Regions from separate parts of the Mus musculus genome. Here region 1 is linked to region 2. A link is a contact called in public Micro-C data. All regions are on one chromosome and are shown on one strand. The core of a region is the stretch at or near the end of the contact, and the rest is flanking DNA. Distances in the headings are between cores, read along the strand shown. Region 1 holds the start of Wnt7a (wingless-type MMTV integration site family, member 7A). Region 2 holds the start of Nup210 (nucleoporin 210).

What was found. A called contact is a pair of places that touch in the nucleus more often than the background predicts.
Region 1: a Micro-C map of embryonic stem cells shows a contact between it and region 2, with 4 times the contacts expected there. The contact joins the promoter of Wnt7a here to the promoter of Nup210 in region 2. A contact is called at or near these places in 1 of 39 promoter capture datasets (embryonic stem cells), 4 of 484 Hi-C or Micro-C datasets (all in embryonic stem cells) and 4 of 115 datasets of contacts at active chromatin or transcription factors (embryonic forebrain, embryonic stem cells and pancreatic cancer cells).

What each region holds. Positions count from the first base shown.
Region 1 is chr6:91,407,535-91,413,103 of GRCm38.p6, forward strand. Wnt7a (wingless-type MMTV integration site family, member 7A) reads right to left here and starts at 3,819. Exons shown (of 4, transcript NM_009527.4): 1 at 3,505-3,819; 2 at 1,138-1,364. The coding sequence starts at 3,575. Gm30437 (a long non-coding RNA gene) reads left to right here and starts at 3,794. Exons shown (of 2, transcript XR_377869.4): 1 at 3,794-4,477; 2 at 4,572-5,182.
Region 2 is chr6:91,113,500-91,119,068 of GRCm38.p6, forward strand. Nup210 (nucleoporin 210) reads right to left here and starts at 3,327. Exons shown (of 40, transcript NM_018815.2): 1 at 3,119-3,327. The coding sequence starts at 3,285. It overlaps Gm30364 (a long non-coding RNA gene), which reads left to right and starts at 3,722. Exons shown (of 4, transcript XR_003956467.1): 1 at 3,722-4,686.

The DNA of each region.
Region 1 (5,569 bases), core at 2,569-5,068, 290 kb after region 2:
ACTGTGGTACCCATCTCTACAGAAGCACTGAGGCCCTTAAGAGAAGGCAGTGTTTAAAAGAGGATGAGGCTGGGTGGTCATGAAGACCCCAAGGTCTCAACAGCAGGTGGGCAATGGTTTCCTGCTGGCTGGAATAAGAGGCCCTTTAATGGATCTTTCCTAGAGTAACACTGTGACCTAGTTTCTACTTTAAAATTGTTCCTTCCTGCTGGGAGCAAGGAGGAGGTGGGCTAGCCTGGGAACCCAGATGACAGCAGGGAGGCTGGGGAATGTGGAGGATGCTGGAATGGACTGGGGATTTGGAGCATCCAAATACTGGTGCTAAGGCTGAGAAGAGCATTCAACGGGGCCTTTTCAGCAGAGCTGTGTTGATAAGCACAGCCCAGAGGGACCTGTATTGCCCTGTGCCTCAGGGAAGGTCACAGTGCAGAAGTGAGTCTGTTGACATCTTGGCCCCCAAGTCTGGACACCTACAAGGAAGAAAATGTCTCCACATTCTTTCCTACAGCCCAGGATCTCCTGAAGATCACTGACTTTCTCTACAACCATTCTATCACAAACATCATGACTGCCTTACAAGTTGAATGCACGTGTGTATGTGCTCAGACATACATACACATCTGCACATGCCAAGCCTCCCCCCAAGCAATGCTGTAGGAATCAGGTGGATTGTGTCATAGGACTGTGCATGCTGGACCACAGTAGGGAGTGTTGGGGACTATGGCAGAGAATAGGTCACTCATACCTTACCCTCGGGTGGTTGTATCTCAGCTCTAACCATCACAATGATTCCCTACGCACATTAAGTAACCAATAGATCTGCCTATTTCCCAAAAGAGGCTGCAACACCTTTGGGTAAAACACCCCACATTTAAATTCAGGTCTCATTTGAAAACATGTTAGATCAGCCAGCAAGATTTTAGGCCATTAGTTCGTGCCCGAGCTTTGCCTGTAACCAGCAAAGTGGCATGGCTTCCAGATGCAGTCCTGGACATCAGTCTAAGTCAACCATGCACAAGATACAGTCATCAAGGATACTAGAACTAGAGCAAGTGAAGGGATCACATAGAGCTCCCAAAGGGTACTGGCTCCTTATAGCTCCAAAGACCCTGTGCAGGGTGTCTGATGATCACATACCCACTTTGAGCTCCTTCCCGAAGACAGTACGCTCTCCCAGCGCTGAGCAGTTCCAACGGCCATTTCGGAACTGAAACTGACACTCGTCCAGGCCCATTTGGGAGCCTTCTCCTATGACGATGATGGCGTCCGGCCGGCTCTGGCAGATTGCCCGCTGTCTGGGAGCCAGGCCTGGGATCTTGTTACAGATGATGCTCGCACCCAGAGCTACCACCGAAGAGAAGCCACTGGAGGGGACACAGAGATAGGGGGTGAGACCTGGAGGAGGGCTCTGACTAGCAGGTGCTGGAGAGGGGGTGGTGTCCTCTCAGCTACTACAGAGGACCTCTCACAGAGCCACAGTCCAGATGAAGTCTGAGGTAGGGCAGGGCAGGATTTTGGCCACAAGTCTTCTAAACACCTAGCTGATGACCAGGAAATACCTGTCCCTGCAGAGAGCCATGATACCATGGGACCCGAATCTCAGAGAAGCAATTTTCTAGTGCCCAAGGGGGCAGGCCCCTTTTCCATCAAAGCCTTCCTTCACTTTCTAACCTGGAGCAGGTTCACAACCCCCCTTATGTATCTCAGAGCCTGCACTGCTTAAACAAGAGCTTCTGAGAGGCCGTCTGCACCTCAGAGGGTCGATAGGAAGCACATGTTGAGGTGCCATTTTTATCGCTTTTGGAACTTATGGTTCCCAGGGCTAGTACTGCAGTCATCTGAACAGCCCAGGTAAAATTAGAATACCACAAATATGTCACACATAGGTGACACAGGAGCCAGTCTTACCTACCAGACTGAGAAACCTCAAGGGACTTGGGGACCTTAACCCTCGGACCCAGCAGAGCGGTTCAAAGTCACTGAAACTCTTAACCGGGACCTCCCTCCAACTGCCCTGAGAGAAGGCCACGCCCCCTGACCTCCGCCTCCTCCCCTAGGGTAGCCCCTAGTGAGCCAATGAGGTGTCAGGTCCCGGAGAAATCAGGGAGTTTTACTTTCTGCCGCTTTCCCCTGCTCCAGTCTTTAGTGTCTCCGCCCCTCGTTTCTAATTAAAAAGAAGATAATACCTAACGCGGCCAGAGCCAATGAGCCCGACCTCGCTTCCTGGATGCTGGATGAGTGGATGAGCGCAGGGCGGTAGTGCGCGGGCCAAGATGAAGATTAAAGCAAGTGGGGGGGAAAAAAAAAGAAAAGAAAAGAAAAGCCATCCAGACGCGGGCGAATCAATAACACTTAAAACACACCCGCAGGCAGGCAGCGCGCGAGCCCAGAAGCCGCCTCTCGATCCGCGGTTGGGCTGGAGGCCGCCTAGTCCACTCAGAGCGCACTTGGTTTTGAAATCCCATTCCAGAGAGGTGGGGTTGGGGAAGTGGGAACCCTGAGGGTGGCGGCGGAGAAACACAAAGGGTCTGCCACACACGCCCCCTGGCCTTGGGTCCAGTTCTTCCCAAGGCAGCGACAGGAGGTTCACAGGTAGTAGGGGTGTATAGAGAGAGGCAGGTGTGAAGCCTCCCAAGGTAGCCCTTTGGCGCTAGGACCTCTGTCTATGATTAAAGCCCCCCACGTCCCCAAAACCGTGCTGCACACAAGTCACTTCCTAAGTACAAAGAGAGGCCGCGCAACGCAGCGCAAGAAGCCACCTGCTTCCACTTTCCAGTTAGAGTGTCTCCTGCCCCACCTCCTGACGCCTGGGTTCTTTGGCTCCCACCCCAGCGACCCCAGGGTCGGCTGTCTTGCTTTCTTTGGGTGGCGGCTAGAGAGCGTCTCTCCTTGGTGTCTCCGACTAGCCATTAACTATCTCTGGTCGTACTATTTGGTTCTGATTGTTAAATGTGCTGTCCTCCTAGCTTGGGAAGGGGGTCTGAGGGCCGCTGGAAATGAGGCGGTGCCAGAGCTCTGAAAGGTGGTTTATGCTTTTGCCAGGGAACACCCCCAGTCCTGGGCCCACGTTTGCTACATGAGTAGCCCTGTCTGCAAAAGGGCTGCGCTCACAATATCGCGCGTAGAATTCCTGCTGGGAATTGAGCTCTCTAGGGGTGGCTGTGGTCCTGCCGGATCTACTGTGCTTGTGGCTTGCGCGCAGGGGCGGGGGGTGGGGCGGTTCCTGGGGACCCCATAGAGCAGATATTCGCTTCCAGAAACACTTAACTGTCTGTTTCTGGAGGTATCCCTGACTCTGAGATCCTTGGGATGGCCGATCCCCTGCCCGAGTCTGTGGAATTGCGTGCGCCCCTGGGTTGTCCGCTCACGGGGAGCCTTTGTGCCCTCAGGGTTCCTGCACCTCCCACTGCCTCTCCTGAGCTAAGTTGGGCAGCGCGCCTCCCTCCCGGGCCCAGTCAACTTTGCCTCCGTCGCACGCGCGGAAAGAACGCGCGCGGTGCTTACCCGATCCGGAGGTAGACTATGCCCAGGCTGAGAAAGAGGTGGCCCAGGCAGCGCCGCGCTTTCCGGGTCATAGTCCCCGCTGGTGGCGGGTGCCACGGGCCGGGCTGTGCTGATCCCGCCAGCCGGGCCCGGCGGGGCAATCCACATAGCCTGCGCAGGGGGCGCGGGCCGAGGCTCCCTGGGCGGTCCGTCGGTGCGTCGGTCCGCGCTAGGCACTGGAGACTGTCCCAGAGCGCGGGAGCCGCGGAGCCAGAGGAGGGGAGAACAAGCGCAACAAGGGGCGCCGCTGCGCGCCAGCGATCGCGGCAAGTGTTTGAGGCGCGGGGACTGCGGGGCGCTGCTGCCTCCCGCCCCCGCCCCTCCCTCTCCGCCCTTCCCCCGCCCGCCTCCCGGAGCGCCCGCCCCGCGCCCAAGCGCCCGCGGGTCGAGGATGTCTGCCCCGAGCGCGCTCCCGCGGCGCTCCTCCGAGCTCGCGGCGGTGGGAGGCGGGGGCGTGGAGCGGAGTTGGGGGTGGAGGGCGGTGGAATCCTGCCTGCCTAGCATCCTTCGCTAACTCGCAGGTTGAGACCAGCAGGTGCCCAAGGGCCATCCTCTGGGTGTAGAGGATATAGGCTCATTTCAGAACCCTCACGCCTTGTTAGAGCTCTGTCACACGGGCCAGAAACAGGGAACTGGGGTGGAGACTCCTGCAGAACTACTACCCCACACATTCTCTCCTCACCCTCGTCTGTGCGAGGGGCTGATTGCACCTAAGGCGAGACGTGACAGGATCCTCCGGAATCTTGCTACCGGTGGAGACTTGGAATTGGACTGGAGCCCAATGACCAGTAGCAGAACCTGAGAACACGCGCAGGTGAAAGCTCAGAGCGCTCTCACGGCGACACCTGCTGGGTGCGGCAGGTGGTGCATTCTGGCCTTTTGTCTTTCTGATCAGAGACACGCAGCCCAAGTTTCAGTTGGAGAAACTGAGGAGGTGAAGTCAAACTCAAAGTCACTAACAGGTGAATAGCCAGATTGGAACAAGGTAGCCCCAACTCTAGTGACCCCTACTCTTCTCTCCACTCCAGGCCTGCTTAGCCTTCCAGACTGCAGTTCTTCATGCATACCTTCATGTACAGCCGCTGTTCACGCATGCGTCCACGGGCTACTGGCGCCAGCCATGCTGACAACCGTGGATTCAAGGAACACGGGAGACCTTGGTCTGGGTACAGCCTGGGGGGGGGGCGCTTTCAGAATATGGCCACTACATTGTTCAACCAATCTCCATTGCAAGGAGTTCTCTGTGCGCGCCTTCCTTGCCTCTGGGCAAGCCTGTGATAGCTTCCTCATTGACAGGTGCAGATGATGGTAAATGGATACGTACAGGAGCCCTGTCCAGTAAGCACATGCATAGCTTCAGATGGCACCGGCTGGTGAGAAGGTCACAGGACCGGGGACCGGGCAATGGGAAAGAGGGTTCTGTGCACTAAAATGTTTGTTTTAGCTCTGAGGAAGTGGCTGGGCTGTCCGCAGCAGATCACAGGATTTGGGCCCATTATGGTAGAAGCTAGGAGTGGGTGAAGGAGGAGCAAGGATGAAGAGAAAGAAAGCCAGTGATGTGGAGGGAAGAGAGGGGGACTGTATTCCTAGAAGAGTTTGGAGTCCAATGGAGACCCTGGAGAATAAAGCAGGTAACTCATTTGTGTGTGTGTGTATCTCTGGGTGTCCCATGGAGACACTGATGGGGGCTGGGAAGGGAATTGGACACTGGGGAGCCTGTTGGACTAGGGAGACTTCAACATGGGTTCAGGGACAGATGGGACATTTGTGCTGGAGAACTTTTATTGCCGTTTTGGCATGAATCTGACTGAAGTGGAGATAGCCTTGACCCACTGGTCCCCCAGCTTCCACCTCAGGGGTGCTGGGATTACAGACTGTGCACTCCCACCCTGCTTTATAGGATGTCAGGGATTGAACCTAGTTCTTTTCTAGTGCTAAACCAGTACTTTCCCAACTAAGCTATATCACCCCCCCCAAGCCTGGGGGTGCTTTCAGAACATGGCCACTACAATGTTCAGACGTTCTC
Region 2 (5,569 bases), core at 2,077-4,576:
TAAATCGTAAAGAAAAAAAAAAAAAAGAAAAAAACTAAACAATCTTTCGTGTGTGTGTGTGTGTGTGTGTTCATATGTGTCCTATTTTAGTAGGTCTTGATGCCACCATCTTCAAATGGTTCCTATGAGATCAGAGAAGATTGCTGAAGGTCATGCAACAGAATTGCAATTGATAGGTAAACCTCTAGCTCAAGGGAACAAAGGGGTGATAAGAGTCTTTACAGAAAAACAGTTTTGTTTGAAATTTGAGAATGGGGGTGGGTGGTAATGAGGCCCTACCCAAAGTCATTTACATTCAGGCCTTACGCCTAGTTAATCAGACAGACAGTAACATATAAAGTCAGGCTGTCAGCCTGGTTCATTGGATGGATAGAGACAGATGGGGACAGAGAGAGAAATGTTAAGTCAACTGTAGTGAATTCTTACTCTCAGCCAAGCAGAGGTTTCAAACAGATTCTAGGGTAAAGTGCTTTCTTCCCTTGCCACTTCCCAACAACTCTCCCCATCTTTCTGTCCTAACTCACTTATCTCTTAGCTAAGAAGATTCAGGACCACACTAGGCAAATCTATCGGGCAGGTTTCTCTACTACCTCAGATAAGATTGATTCATTCATTCAGTGAGCTGAGAAGTTATACCACACACGCACAGGCGCGGATGCACAAGGTTTGCCTCAAGTATAGACCAACACCAGAGGGTCTCCAGACTTTACCTGGGTCTCATCCTCACTTCTCTCTCCTGCCTTATCTACCCCACTTCCCAACAGACCACCTTCTTAATGAACCACAGAACTGAAAGGAGACCACAATGTGCCTGAGTTTGGAGCAAAGTTGAAAGACAAGGGTGAAATTTCTTTTTTCCTCTCAATTCAAGTTTTTTGTGGATATCATTTGTATATACAAGGATACCTTTTAAAGGAACCAATAAAATAATTTTCCATGCAAAGTAGCTTACGCTAAATCATAACTTGGTCTGCAGCAAAGCTGTCTGGGTTTAACTGGAAAGACAAATGAGCCTGGCAAGTTTGCCAAGGCTGTGGCCCCAGGTCCCACTGATGGATGATGGGCTGGAAGGCCTTCAGCACCATCACCATCACCACACTGTGAGTGAGCTGCCACCTCTTCCCTCTCTGCATTCCCTCAAACGCAGCAACACCGACCAGATGACCTCCCAGTTACTGGATGCTACAATTCAGGAACTAGGAAAGGTAACTTAAAGCTACAGGCTCAGACATGCAGTCACTTCAGAGAACCTGGAGCTCAGCACTGAATTCCAAGGATGAGCAACACCCCCAGGGCCTGGCAGGGGTTAAATTGTCTTTGTTTTTCATCTCAGAGACTTGAAGTACTCCTGGATAAAGAGGCCATCTCCTCCAGGGAGAGATGACTGCAGGTGTGAGTCTTAGCTATCTGCCAACTCTCAAAGCCTCCAGGATTCTCAAAACTAAAGCAACGAGTGACTGTATTCAGAATAACATTTCTGATCTATGCTTGACTGACAGACCAGCTTCCGGTTGAGTAAGGGGGAAACTGCAACCAAACACCTTCAAAGAAGACACTTTTCAACCACACCTTAGGATGAAAGCCACCAGACACTAAACAATCCAGAGGGTACTTGGCATGCGTCTGAGGTATCTGAGCTTTTGAATGTCTTTCCCAGTCCTCCTACTGAGAATATAAAAATCTGCCAAGACCCATCAGCAACTCTCAGGAAAGTGCAGTTAGAGAGGAAGTAAAGACAGAAAATGTTATTCTAGGAAGAAACATACAGAACTTCCTAGGAAGCAGCACACAAATACACGCCAGGAGATTGATTCCCTTGGAGCCAGCTGTTTTAAATAGTCAGCTTCCTCTCTCTGGCCCATCTATCAAGCAGACAACTTCAACAATGGAGTGAGCATGTATCCCTCCAGAGTATTAACAGCTGACCTCCTCACTCAAAACAAAGCCCCAGAGAAGAATAAACACTTCCCCTTGGGTAAAGCATTTACTCCAAACTGCAATGGAAAGACTCTGCCTCTTCATACTCCAGAGGCCAACCTAAAGACACTCCAGACTGACCTCAAAGCGGCACTACTGCCTCAGCCTCCCTAGTGAAGTAATTATAGAGGTACAGTGCCACCCCCTATGAGGCAGACTTTTAAAACAAATTAAATTTGAGAACTACATATAGCAGAATGTGGCTCTGAGCTCTGGGCATCATATAGAACATTAACACACACACACCTAGCTAGTTAAGCCTTAGCCTAGATCAGTGGTTCTCAACCTTCCTAATGCTGTAAGCCTTTACTACAATTCCTCTGTTGTTGAACTGTACTAAAACCATAAAATTATTTTGTTGTTACTTCATAACTGTAATGTTGCTACTGTTGGAATCATAATGTGAATATCTGACAGGAGGCCCCAAACTGGGTTTTAACCCACAGGTTGAGAACCAATGACCTAAACACATTCTTAAGGAGGCTGGCAGCAAAATGTAGCCTGAGAGAAGGAAGGGACTATGTCGCACTAGTGAGGGTGTGGGTCAAGGGTGTGACCTGATCACACCCTACTCAGCCTGCACCCAGCAACGAGAAGTTCTCCCTTCATCTGCCTAGCCAAAGGCTGGACCGCAACACCCTGCTGGAAGCCAGGTCATCAAGGCAGACCCTACTCCACCAGCATCTAATTCCTTTGCCTCCCACTTCTGAGCTGGAAAATGGTCCTTTCATCCAAGATTTAATGACTCTCCCTAAGTGGCTTAACGGGTGTGGTGTGTCTCCCACAGACTCCTTGCCCAGGTCTCTACAGACACTCTTCTCACACCAGTCAGGCGCCAGGGGTGAGTCCCACCTCCCCCGTCTCCCACAGACTCCAGAGCGTGGCTGCTCAAGCTGGAGCTCCTCAGGGCCCTGACAGCTGGGGACCGAGGCCACGTGCGGCGCTGCCCTCCATGGCCCGCGATCACAGCCTCCTCTTCCCGCGCAGCCCAGACGCGAGTGGCCCAGGCGCCATGCGCAGAGAGAGAGCGCGCGCGCCGCGGGGTCACGCGGGGCCGGCTGGAGCGAGCACGCCACGCACCTGCGGCCCAAGCCCCCTCCCGCGCGCACCTGCCGCCTCCCGCCGGGCCCGCGCGCCTCACCAGCGGTAGCAGCCCTCAGAAGCTTCCAGAGTGAAGTTCACGCGCGTGGCCCGCGTGAAGGGCAGCAGCACCTTGGGAATGTTAAGCTTGGCGGCCGCGGCGGGACCCACTACCTGCAGCAACAGCAGCGCCCAGAGCGCCGGCTGCACTAGTGAGGCCCGCGCCATCCTCCCGGCCTCGCTAGCGCCCGGGCGCGCGCTCCCGCGCCCTCCACCGGCGCGCGCTGGGTAGCAGGTGGCCGCGTGGGGCGGGGCGAGCGCAGTGATGGGCGGGACCGGCGGGAAAGCGGAGAGCACGCGCCTGGTGCTGAGCCCCTAGAGCGCGCCGAATCCTGCGAGCTTTTTCAGCCCCGGAGCCCGTAGCGCGTGGCCTAAGGCCTCTGCCGCGCGCCCGTCTCTGGTGGCAGCCTTCCAGCAGGCTCGCTCTTGTTCATTCCGCCTTGTCTGGAGCCTCTGGCGGTGGAGCCAGGACATAGCACTAAGACAGGCGCCCTAGGACAGTGTGGAGCGCTCACTGATTAACACCCCCCCCCCCGCCCCCTTTCCAAAGCCACACTTCCCCAGGGGCCAAGAAGGTCTTGAGATATTCCGGGATCAATCCATCAGCAGGACAACACTGGGAACTTCCTGTTAAACAGCCCCATGGATGCTCCAAGGGAAATATCCGAAAGGTTAGTGAGGGAACAACACGTCCCTGAAAGTAGACGGTGCAACCTGACTTCAGCTGCACTAGGACCTGGATCGACCAGCGGGATCTGGAAGAAAAGTGACAGGCTGATGTCATGCATAAACAAAGACTTGAAGCTGAATTTCAGGCCGGCTGGGGAAGCCTCCTGGAGGAGAAACTCTCTGGAATGGATACTAAGGTCTCGCTGGGTTTCTGAGAGGCCACCATTCCTAGTCTATGTAGTTTTTGTTTGTCAGTTTGACACCAACTAGTGTCTTCTGGGGAGAGCAGCCTTAATTGGGAAAATACCCCCATCAGATTGGCCTGTAGACCTGTTTATGGAGCATTTTCTTAACTGATGATTGATGAGGGAGGGCCCAGATCACTGTGGGCTGTGCCACCTCTGTAAAGGAGGTTCTGAAGTGTTAAGAGAGCAAGCTGAGCAAACCATACGGAACAAGCCAGTAAGTTGTCTTCCTCCGTGGCGCTGGCTTCAGGTCCTGCCCTGGTTGAGTGCCTGGCTTCCCTCAATGATCCAGTGTGGCTGGGATAAGGAAGCCGAATAAACCCTTTCCTTCCTAACTCGCTTTTGCCTTGGGACATTTGGATACAAGGAGGGACATTTGGAGGGCACCCTCAGGCCCTAAGGACCCTGGACCAGGAATGGGGGTGAGAGGAGCTACCCAGAAGAGGACAAGTCTTCCAGGCTGGGTACCACGTGCTACAGGAGGAGGGAAAGTTCCACCATCCTCTTCCAGGAAATAAAAGAAAAGCAACGCTCCTCCAGGGTGTCTGTGCAAACTCTTCCTGCGCGTTCTTGGTGATGCTTCATTGTTTTTAGTTTCCAGCGCTGGAGATCACACACCCGGCTTCACTCCTGAGCCTTTCATGCTTTTAACCAGGTACTAGGATCAGGTGGCTAAAATTAAAGAGGTTCGAAGGAATTCACAGTGACAGATCCATTCTTCATCCAGGACCTGCTATGGGCAGCCAGTGTCTTCCACATAGGATGCATTAGTAAGTTTGAGAGTGCCTGGATCCCATGGCAGGCAGGTAACCAAGATACATAAAACAGACCTGGTAGGACACAAGGAGACTGTAGTCTTTAGACCATTATGATCACAGGACCCTTTGGTTGCAGTTCTCTGGTTATCCAGACGTCAGTAACATATATATATATGTGTGTGTGTGTATGTGTATGTGTGTGTGTGTGTATATATATATGTGTGTGTGTGTGTGTGTGTGTGTGTGTGTGTATGTGTATATATATATATATATATATATACATACATTTATTTATTTGTTTCTTTCTGTTTATCCTCAGAGCCTGAGGGTGCCCTCCAAATGACCCTCCTTCCATCCAACTGTCCCATGACAAAGCAGCTTAGGAAGGCAAGGTTTATTTGGCTTACTTATTTCAACCACACTGGGTCATTGAAGGAAGCCAAATTGGGCACTCAAGCAGGGCAGTGCACACAGAGGTCAGAGGAGAACCTGTGGGAGCTGGTTCTCACTCTCCACTGCAGCAAGGGCTCTTACCCACTAAGCCATCTACCTGGCCTCAGTCATGGATATGTAAGAGAACATCAAGGCTGAAAATGATGATAACATGTTCTATAAAATACATTTATCCCAGAGAAATAAAAATTGATGTTCTCACAACCCTGTGGGTAAGATGATTCATGGGTTAAGCCTAAACTGGCTGCAGCCCAGAAGTCCTTTGATAGATGAGTTCACTGTGGCAGGCTCATAATATGAAATATTATTCAGCAATAAAAAAGAATG